Regions from separate parts of the Mus musculus genome. Here region 1 is linked to region 2. Evidence: chromatin contacts called from public Hi-C data. All regions are on one chromosome and are shown on one strand. The core of a region is the stretch at or near the end of the contact, and the rest is flanking DNA. Distances in the headings are between cores, read along the strand shown. Region 1 has its middle 33 kb from the start of Gm24208. Region 2 overlaps Cyria (CYFIP related Rac1 interactor A).

Region 1 (4,994 bases), core at 612-3,111, 860 kb before region 2:
ATCAGTGCTAGTGAGAAGCAGATAGGAGGCACTTCCCACTTGACTCTGTACCCTGCTCCTTCCCTGTGACTGCCACCACCCCCACCCTTCCTACCCCCACCCGGCCACTATATTATGGGTTATAAGCTAAATATAAACTAAGATCTAAGCTTGAAGTCGGTCTTTTTTTCTTTTTTCTTTTTTTCCCTTTTCAAGGTAGAACTATGTGGCAATGACTCAGTCTGCCCCAGATTTAAAAAGAAAGAAAAGAATTGGTTCCTGGCCAATTGGAAATGGGTAGAACCATTTCGTCACATTCCTTGCCTTGTTTTGACTTAGAGAAATTATGTGCTTCATTGTCATTTGATAAGATACATTAAATAAATTAAAAAAAAGAGTAAATGCACAAGGAAACCCAGGGTAGATTTCCTTACAGCAATCTTATCGTTTGACTAGATAATGTCATTTTCCAAAGGACTAGTAGCAGTCCCGAAGTGATCTGGTTTCGTGGGAGTGGAGGAGGGACTATTGGAACAAAAATGCAATGGTCCAGGAAGGAAAGGGAGGGATACTAGTTTGCTATTGTGAAGGATGTCTTTCAAGGGAGGAAGAGATGAGGGAACTAAAGGGGGTTCCTGGGGGGTGGGGTGGGGAGGAGGGATGGGATTTATAGGGAGAGAGGGCACTGTAGGGGGTTGGTTCCTTTAAGGGAGGAAAAGATTGAGTATTTTGCTGTCAATTTCTGTTCAGTTGTTTTAGATTCATTTAAAATTCTTTAAAGCCTTAGTTTCTTTGTTTCTGATATTCCACTTCTAGTTAAACTATTGAGAGAAATCTGAAAGATTTTGCAATCTAGGAGGTCTGCAGGACCCAATAAGAGTTACAGACTTCTCTTTAACCTACTCACATCAGAGTCTGTTAGTTCAAGGACAGAACCCAGGACCACTGAGAGAAACACAGAAGTAGCTCTCAGAGCTTTTCTCATGGCAAATTTTTACCCTAAAGATGGCCCAAAGGACATGAGAGCCAGATTCCTTAAATGAAGTGCAGGGTCTGTCTAGACCTTGCCTCCAGGAACTCTGCCGTGACTGCTCTGGATGGAGTAGGCCTTGGGTGTCCCAGGTGATGCTAGCAAGCTGTTTTAAGTGGAGCCTGATCCATCCCTATGCATGCATGCATGCACATGTGCATGAGTGTGCATTCAGGGTTTTGTAGAGAATCTCGGATAGAAACTGATTAGAGGAGGAGAGACTATTACTTGAGTGTTGAAGTAGTGATGGCCATCATGAGTTTGGCTTTTCCTTCCCCACATATTGTGATTCCCTGGCTGCTCGCAGATGTTAGCTGCTTAAAGTCTGACTGGACATAAAGGGAAATTCTGTGTTTAGACAAAGTGGTACTGGACTGGTGGGAACTGATTCTGATCTTTTACTGTGAGGAAATTGTTGTAAAGGGGGCTAGCAAGAAAGCCCTGTAGAAGCCATTTAAAGTTCATGAGATGGCATGCTTAGCCACAGTCAGACTTACAAGCGCTTGCTAAAGAACCCTGAGACATGCTTGAGCGAGGACCGGCTTACAGTCTCAGACTACAGTTTGAGATATTTTGTTTGGCATTAAAAGCCAGGCAATTTGGAGAAATTGGATCATATCCGTATCATTACATACTGTTTACTTAAAATATTGGTATTAGTACTGTAGACTGTAATAACAAATCTTGTAATGTGTGTCCATCCATAAATTGTTACTCGTTTTCCCACTGGCTCACAACCCAGCACCAAGAAAACACTGCAGAATAAAACCTATGTGCTAATGGAGACAACCAGAGTCAGGGTGTGTGGGTTTGTGGCTCACTTCCCAGTTCTGTACACTAGGTGGTGCTAGTGTCGCGCTGTGAATACCCACAAAGGCCTGAACACATGTGTTGGTGTATTTTTACCACTTGGGGTCACTTAAGGATTACCTGACTTGCCTCTTTTCCATCTAAGCAAATTCACAGATTCCAAGGAATTATTTCCCCATTACATTTGTCAGAGTCTGTGGCTTTTTTTTTTACCTAGATCTTGAAGGCCAAGAAGTGTGAATTGGAATTTTTTTTTTCCTTAGCGAATTGGCCCCACATGGCTAGTGCCTGGGTGGTTCCTCCTGTCACAGTATGGTGGACTACCCCCCACCCCACGCCTTCTCTTGGGCCCACCATTGGAGACTTCTCCGTATAAAGATTTTCCATACATGTCAGGATCGTGCTTACGCTAATTGCTGTGCTCATTAACATCTCCAGAACTTGGAGTGCTTTTTCTCAGTCATTTCCTTTGATTTTGCCTGTCTCTGAAAGGCCAGCTCTGAACGAAGTGAGGTGGGTATCACATTAACTAATTGCTGACACCCACCGGCTTTCTTGCCTCCTATGCAGCTGATCCCAGGAATTACACCATTGCCCCTGGAGAGCATGCTAGAAATTTGTGGAATGGCCCTGGTGGACTTGCCTGCCTGTGGGTGGGTATGGGTGAGGACAAGGGCAGGATGTGTGGGCTTGCACAGCTTGGACAATGAGCCTAGTCACTTCATATGGCAGCTCATGGGGACTTATGTGAACACTCAAAACGTGGATGGTCTTTCAGAATCTCCCTTCTCAGCAAGTAACTTCTATTTTTCTTCCTTTCTTCCTTCCTATCTTTTTTTTTAAACTTTCTTTGATGTGTTTGCATATTTTATGTGCCTGGTACCTGTAGAGCTCTTAAGATGATATTGTATCTCCTGGAACTGGCGTTATACATGACTTGAGCCAACATAGGTGCTGGAACCAAACCCAGGTCCTTTGCAAGATCAACAAATGCTCTTAAGTGGGAGCCATCTCTCCAGCTATATACCTTCTGCTATCACTGAATAGCTTCTCTCCAGCTATATACCTTCTGCTATCAGTGAATGGCTTCTCTCCAGCTATATACCTTCTACTATGACTGAATAGCTTCTTAGGTGATGGAAGCAGAACTGAGTCACCAACTCAAGAACATCCTCTGCTGGGGCCATTTAAATCTGTGACAGAATTCATTTGGTTTCTACCACTGAGTGCACAGTTAAAATTACACTCAGTGTTATATAGTTTATCATCTGTGTCAAACCCACCCAAGAAAGTGAGATAGGCCTCTATTAATTAAATCCAAACTAAGACGCTTAAATCTTTTATTTCCCAACCTTCCTCCTTAAATCCTCTCCATTCATACCACCAACCCCTATGTAAAAAACAGTAAGTATCATTTATTGGTCTATACTGTGAACTTGGCATCATTCTAAGTACCCATTCTGGTTCAGTCCTAACAACCCAGAAGCTAGGTTACCTTCATATTTCCCAAGCATCACCAAGAGGGTAGTTACTAGTTTAAAGATGACATGGCTGGAAAGTAATGGTGCTAGGACTGCCTTTATTCTTATGCTGTTGCCTGCTGGGAGATCTTCCCTCCTTGACTGTCAGGATCTTACCCAGTGTCAGGGCCCTGAGTCATCCTACCCAGCCCCTTGAATGAAAAGTCTGCTCTGGAATGCCACCCAGAAGCCAGATATTTTGGATTCTGACTCATGTAAGAGCCAGCGCTATCCTTTTTCAGGTAAGGAGCCTGAGGCGCAAGGGTCTTGGATGTTGAGTTTGTCAAGCCCTGGAAGGTGGGCTTTCCTGCTGTGCCCCTCCAGGAAAACCTCAGCTCATCTCTTTGTCTCCCCTACACATTATAAATTAGCTAGCGGGTCGTGGTTGTGCACGCCTTTAATCCCAGCACACGGGAGGCAGAGGCAGGCAGATTTCTGAGTTCGAGGCTAGCCTGGTCTACAAAGTGAGTTCCAGGACAGTCAGGGCTACACAGAGAAACCCTGTCTTGAAAAACTAACTAACTAACTAACTAACTAACTAACTAACTAACTAACTAACTAAGCAAATTAGCTCTAAACTCTCTAAAACTGTCACATACCTATTCCAGGTGGGTCAAGGTGCTGCTAGAGCAGTGGTTCTCAACTTGTGGGCCACCAACAGTTGTATATCAGATATTTATTTTACCATTTATAACAGTAGTACCATTACAGTTCTGAAGTAGCAATGAAATGATTTTATAGTTGGGGGTCCCCACAACATGCAGAACTGGATTAAAAGGTTGCAGCATTAGGAAAGCTAGGAACCAATGGTCTAGTGAGAGGCTTTTGGGCTACAATGCCTCTTCTCCCTCTACAGTGTGCAGGCATTCTTACATTGTGACCTTTTCCAACTGACGAGACTATCATGCTTAGATGATGGAGGCCTTCAACAGAAAAACACCGAGACTTTTCACTCCGAGCAGGAAACAATATCCCATAGTGTAATAACCCCAACAGAATGGAAGAATAGACCACTTTCAGTAAAACAAACAAACAAACAAACAAACAAACAAAAAACAAAAAAACAAAATCACAGCTTTTTCAGCCTTCTCAAGAAAACCTTTGACCAAAATCTGAGCATGATTTTGAGCATATGGGCCCCAAGTTCCAATTTGCTGTGGCTGAGATTTCACTGGTACGATGGACCAACACTCCCAGAGAAATATGTGAATTCATCGTGGCTATTTTTGCAGCACTGAAGCTGGCACACTTCCAAGCTGAGAACTTTCTGCTTTAGCAGCTCTCGGTTATTTGAGGCTGGATGACTCACTTAGTGTAACATCCTCTTGTTTTCCTCCTCCTCCTCCTCCCCGGGCCCCCTCCCACCTAAGAGGGCTGGCAGGGGCAGGAAGGGTTATGAAACTCAAGCTGCTGTTGAGGACTGCATGTCTTGTCAGTTTTTGGTAGTGCTTTGTTGGGAACCACTCTTCCTGCTCCTTCACGATCTCCTCCCTACTAGGCAGGTCACCTCTGTCTTTATGTGTGCTCTAAACCTTTTGTTCCTTCCCCTCCCAAAGTATACGCTTCCTGCATTTTATTTACCTGCTTAGACATACTACCTCTTGCTGCAGAGAGAAGGGCATTTAAAGCAGGCCGACCTTCAGCATACTCTGGAC
Region 2 (4,883 bases), core at 861-3,360:
TCACATTATTCTACTTTGCACTCTAGGAAGTACTAAGGCTATTACTTAATCATCACACATGTGCATCTCTGTCTCTGTCTCTCTGTCTCTGTCTCTCTCTATCTCTGTGTGTGTGTAAGAACTTTCCTTCTCGAAGGGTTTAATCAATTCAATATTCTCATGGACTTACATCTCGGATCTCTGGTCCTGCCCCTTTGTAAGCCTGTAAGTCTGTGAGGATGCTCTCAGAATCCTGGAGGACAGCACTGATCTGGTTCCATATCTCTCGCTCTCCTTCTGTAGGCTGTGCATCTAAGTGACAGAGAAACCAAGAGAAACAGAGGCTGCTGTTTACAAACAGCTCTCAAAGGCAGTACACGATCACTGCTATCAGTTCTCCCTGCAGCTTTGGAAGTCACCCTTGTAACATAACAAGCTGTTAGGATTAGAAAATGAATACAACTTCTGCCCAGGACTTAGTTCAGAGCACTCAACCATCCTTTTGTACACATGAAACCTAGTATGACCAGATCATCCTAAGTGTCCATTTATTAATTAACTTGTACAAACTGCATTTCTGTACATGTTATGTGAACATTGGGTAACAGGCGGAGTGAATGTTTGGGGGGGGGCAACTTCTTTTTATTGAACTTTTCATTGTTTACCCTTCCTTAAAACTATCACTCTCATTGTTGTCAAATATACGATATAAAATGTACCACCCTAGCCATTTTTAAGTGTAGAGAGCAGTTGTACTGACAAAGGTGTGAATTGCCCCCACCACACAGCTCCATAGCCCTCCTGACCTTGCAAAGCCAAAACACTGTGTAGTGTATGCTTTTTAACAGGAAAAAGTGCAGGATATTTCCATCATTGAAAACCTGCAGACTTGAGTATAAATTTTTTTAAAAAGGAACCCCTTTTATTCATATTATTTTATTTTATATATTTATCTATTTTTATACTTATACACATTTATATTCTGTATATATATATACATTTTTGTTACATATATTATTTTTATATATTTATCTACATATTTTTATATACAAATCAACCTTAAAGCTTACATAATTTGGAAAGGGTGTGATGACTCAGAAGGTAAAGGCACTTGCTGCCAAGCCTAATGACCTGAATTTAATTGCCAGGAAGCGCAGAGTGGAGGAGGAGAGCCAACGCCTGACCTCCTCTGACCTCCACATGTATGTCATGGCACACCCTCTCCCGAATAGATGAATTTCATCACCATCACCACATCATCATCTTCATCTTGGGTCATTAATCCTTGACGGCATGACAGCAGCATATCATTCCAGAACTCACCAAGACATCCCAATCTATTTATACATCCCATACAAGACCTGGCAAGTGTGTACTCATCGGTTCAAGGGAATACTCTCAGAAAAGAAAATCCATGAGAGTGGGAGAGGATAGTCTGAAAGAAGACAGTGGTCCACAGGAGTACACAGGAGGTGTGCACAGGAGTTCCTCAGCAAAGACACTTAAAGAGTGCTGTCAAAAGGCCTGTTCTGCTTATCTTTGGTCTTGACAGTGTTACCCACAGAAGTGTGTGTGATGTGTTTAGGTTCACATAAGCAAAGGCAGCTCTCTGATAGCCACACAGTGCTGTCTAAGCTCTGCAGCCAGTTCTCACTCTCTGGCATCTCTGGAGCTCTTGCAGGTTCTAACTCCCAGAAGCATTTCAAGGAGGCTGTGGCAGGAGGCCAACAGTGAAGAAACATGCCTTTCACTGCCCTCAGAATTGCGATCAGGCCAGTTTCTGTAAAATGATGTCACTGCTCAGGGAGAGAGGGAGAGACATCAGGTCATGGAACTGTTTCCTGGTATTTAAATCCTGAGACACAGGATGTTGTCAGCAGATTTCACTGACAGAGTGACAAGGACAAAGTTGTATGAAGCCTGACACTCCTCTGACCGAACCTCCATTTTATTTAATCTTTCTACAATACAAAGGCAGATACTCCAAACATGTGAGATGTCGTAGTCACTAGCGGGACCCTGGGGTGGCAGGAATAGCTTTATAAGGCGGCTGATGGTAAAGCGAGCCCTGGCTGAGTGTGTGAGCAGACTGAGCGCAAGGGGGGAGTAGATGCCAGATAAGCCCAGGAAAGCTGCAGTCAAGCCCATGAGGGATGACACCCGCAGCGACTTGAGTCTCGGCCTAGTCTATTCAACTACCAAAGACAGAGTAACTGGTGGTTTCCATGGAAATCAACAAAAAGAAAAGAAAACCCATATACTAAGAGGGGGCTACTTGGAAAGAACTAAAGGGGTTAATGGCAGTGGGAAAGGAATAAGGAAGGATAATGGGGGTGTTATGACCATAATACACTGTGGGTATTATGTGCATGTGTGAAGCTGACATATGAAAAAGAGCAGTAACACCTGAAAATAACACAGAAAATTATAAACTCTCACAGGATTTCTGGACACTGGGAAAAATGTTTTCTCGAAACGAAACAACGTCACTTATGAGGAGGTACGAGGTTCAGGCAAGTTAGGAAATGATGAATGCAGTTGGGAAGGAACTGGAGAAGGCAGGTGTCTAGAATGGTGGCACAGGTGAGAGATAGAGGAGGTACATCTACAGGGAGAGAACAGGGCAGCCAAGGTCCTGGAGGTAGGAAGAAACACAGATGGGCCAGAAGGAGAAGAGGTGTCCGGCGTGATCAGAAGCTGACTCAGGATACCACGGGGAAACACCCAATTTCTCCTGTCTCGCCCAGTATATCTCACAAACACTGGGTAAATATCAGGACTGATGTTTCCGAAAATTTGAATCACTTCATATGTCCCTTATTGCTTCCCCAAGGTGTTCTCAAAGCAATAGGGATTTCAGAAAGAGGGAGCCTACACATCTATGAACTAGGAAGCCTGTCACTGCAGAGAGCATGTCGGGGGTAGCTGGAAGTTTCCACATTGCAATAGTGGCAGGGAGGAAAACCCAAGGGAAAAAAAAATCAAACCAAAACAAAACAAAACAAACCAAACCAAAAACCCTACAAACCAAATAAAAATGAGCCACTGAGGGGTGGAGAGATTGCTCAGTGGTTAGAGCACTGGTTGTTCCTCCAGAGGACCTAGGCTTGATTCCCAGCTCTCACACAGTGGCTAATTATTATCTGTAACTCCAGTTCCAACTGATCTGATGCCCTCTTTGGTTTCCTTGGGTGCCAGGCACATACATAGTACAGAAACAAACATACGTGTAGACAAAACACCCATACATATGAAATTTAAACAATGGACAATAGAAAAACAACAAAACAAAGAAAAAAAAACAAGAAAGACTCACTTATCCAAATTCAGGAACGTACTGTGTATATATAAGGTAAAAACAAACAAACAAACAAACAAACAAACAAATAACAAAACCCTCCAAATGACGTATTTAGAGAAACGCAAAATAGAGACTGTGCCCAAGATTCTGAGGTTCAGATAATTCAACAGAATTACACAACTGTTTGTGGAAGAAGGTTGACTTAAAAGGGGAGAGAAGACGCGTGGAATCTCCCGTCACATGGGTCCATCATAACAAGTCACCAGGAAGAGTCTCATATGAAATAGAGTTATAACTAAATGGGCTCTGATAGAGAACAGATAAAACCCAAAAAGCATCCTGTTGTTGATCACCGCAACACAAAAGGAGAAAGCTTTCACACCACTTTGTAGAAAATAGAGGAATTTCTTAAGTGCTTTCAAAATAAACATCCTACAGAGTAGCCTCCAAGTGGTACTGCAGCCTGCGACAGCCAGCTCCTGTCTCCATGTCAGGTGAAGTGACACTTTCTTATATAAACTGACATGAACATTCTTGTGACCACAACGTATTTCCTTGAGTGGCTTGGGGGTGGAGTGGCGTGGGTGACAGCCTTTCTACGCCACAGGAGGGTGACTTGGGGTGTTGGGTGAGGCCCTTCCACCTGACAGAGCCGCTCTCTTGGCAGCGTGAGGATGTGTAAACATGGATCTTCAGTCCCCAGCCTTCTCTGGGAAACAATTCCCTTTGGCAGTTTTCCTGGAGTCCCATTAGGAATGTTTGCATAGTCCTGGTTAGGGGATGGAGTGCAGAAACTCAGTCTCTCATTCTCTTTCACCAGCGCTTGGAGCCGTGTTGGCACATTTGCTACCATAATTTGTTAGTCTCATGGGATACCTGATTTCTTCTACCTTCCCTGTTATGGAATTGAAGTCATCTCTTTCCGCAGCCAATAGTTCGGTTCCTCAGGCCATCATGCCTTCTGGGCTGGAATGAGGAATATTTTCAGGGGATCCAAGTCACCAGCGGGGCCAGCTTCTCCGGTGCAGAAAGACAGCTGAGAGACCGCTAACCTCAGGTGTGTCCAAACTTCTGACATTTGTGGCAATGTTGTCACCTAAAAAGGCGTATGGACGATGCTTGCATGCTGCATGCGTCTTGCTTCATGCCTATCTCATTATGTAAATGGGGAAGGTGCTGTGTAACGCCAAGTGACATTTAACATTGTTCCAAATCAACATGGAATCCCATGATTCTTACTACTTCTATCTCACAGGTAGAATAATAGCAGATAGAATTAATGAGACTTTTATCCATTATAAACAAGACTCTGACCATATTTATTTCATTTGATTGCACATTACCATGCCTGGTTAGTATATAATATATGCTCATGAACATGTGCTGTCTGATAGTTGAAAGAATGATTTGTGTATACTTTTCAAGATGATTTTTTTGAACTCACTACACATGTATGTGTATGTATGTATATATATACACATATGCATAATGATTGTCTTGAATCATCCTTCTTCTGCCTCCCAAGTGCTAGGGTCACACGTCTGTGCCACGTCCCTGGTAATTCTGGGGATGGAACCCAGGGCTTCAGGAATGTTAGGCAAGC

The links. A called contact is a pair of places that touch in the nucleus more often than the background predicts.
Region 1: a Hi-C map of cortical neurons shows a contact between it and region 2, with 3 times the contacts expected there. The contact joins two enhancer-like sites. A contact is called at or near these places in 3 of 15 datasets of contacts at CTCF or cohesin (the NIH/3T3 cell line, large pre-B cells and pro-B cells), 4 of 484 Hi-C or Micro-C datasets (the HPC-7 cell line, cortical neurons and peritoneal macrophages), 4 of 115 datasets of contacts at active chromatin or transcription factors (T-cell acute lymphoblastic leukemia, cardiomyocytes, embryonic basal ganglia and 1 more) and 1 of 9 other capture datasets (embryonic stem cells).

Annotation. Positions count from the first base shown.
Region 1 is chr12:13,211,953-13,216,946 of GRCm38.p6, reverse strand. No RefSeq gene overlaps it. Among named protein-coding and RNA genes, the nearest start is that of Gm24208, 33 kb to the right of the region's middle. Within about 2 kb of position 1,861, at least 27 of the 459 cell types and tissues checked have an H3K27ac peak or open chromatin away from gene starts, as enhancers often do. A contact at or near this core is called in cortical neurons, where this site is marked.
Region 2 is chr12:12,353,453-12,358,335 of GRCm38.p6, reverse strand. Cyria (CYFIP related Rac1 interactor A) reads right to left here. Exons shown (of 12, transcript NM_001146119.2): 4 at 170-291. It overlaps 4921511I17Rik (RIKEN cDNA 4921511I17 gene), which reads left to right. Exons shown (of 5, transcript NR_045829.1): 4 at 4,209-4,337. Among named protein-coding and RNA genes, the nearest start is that of 4921511I17Rik, 37 kb to the left of the region's middle. Within about 2 kb of position 2,110, at least 37 of the 459 cell types and tissues checked have an H3K27ac peak or open chromatin away from gene starts, as enhancers often do. A contact at or near this core is called in cortical neurons, where this site is marked.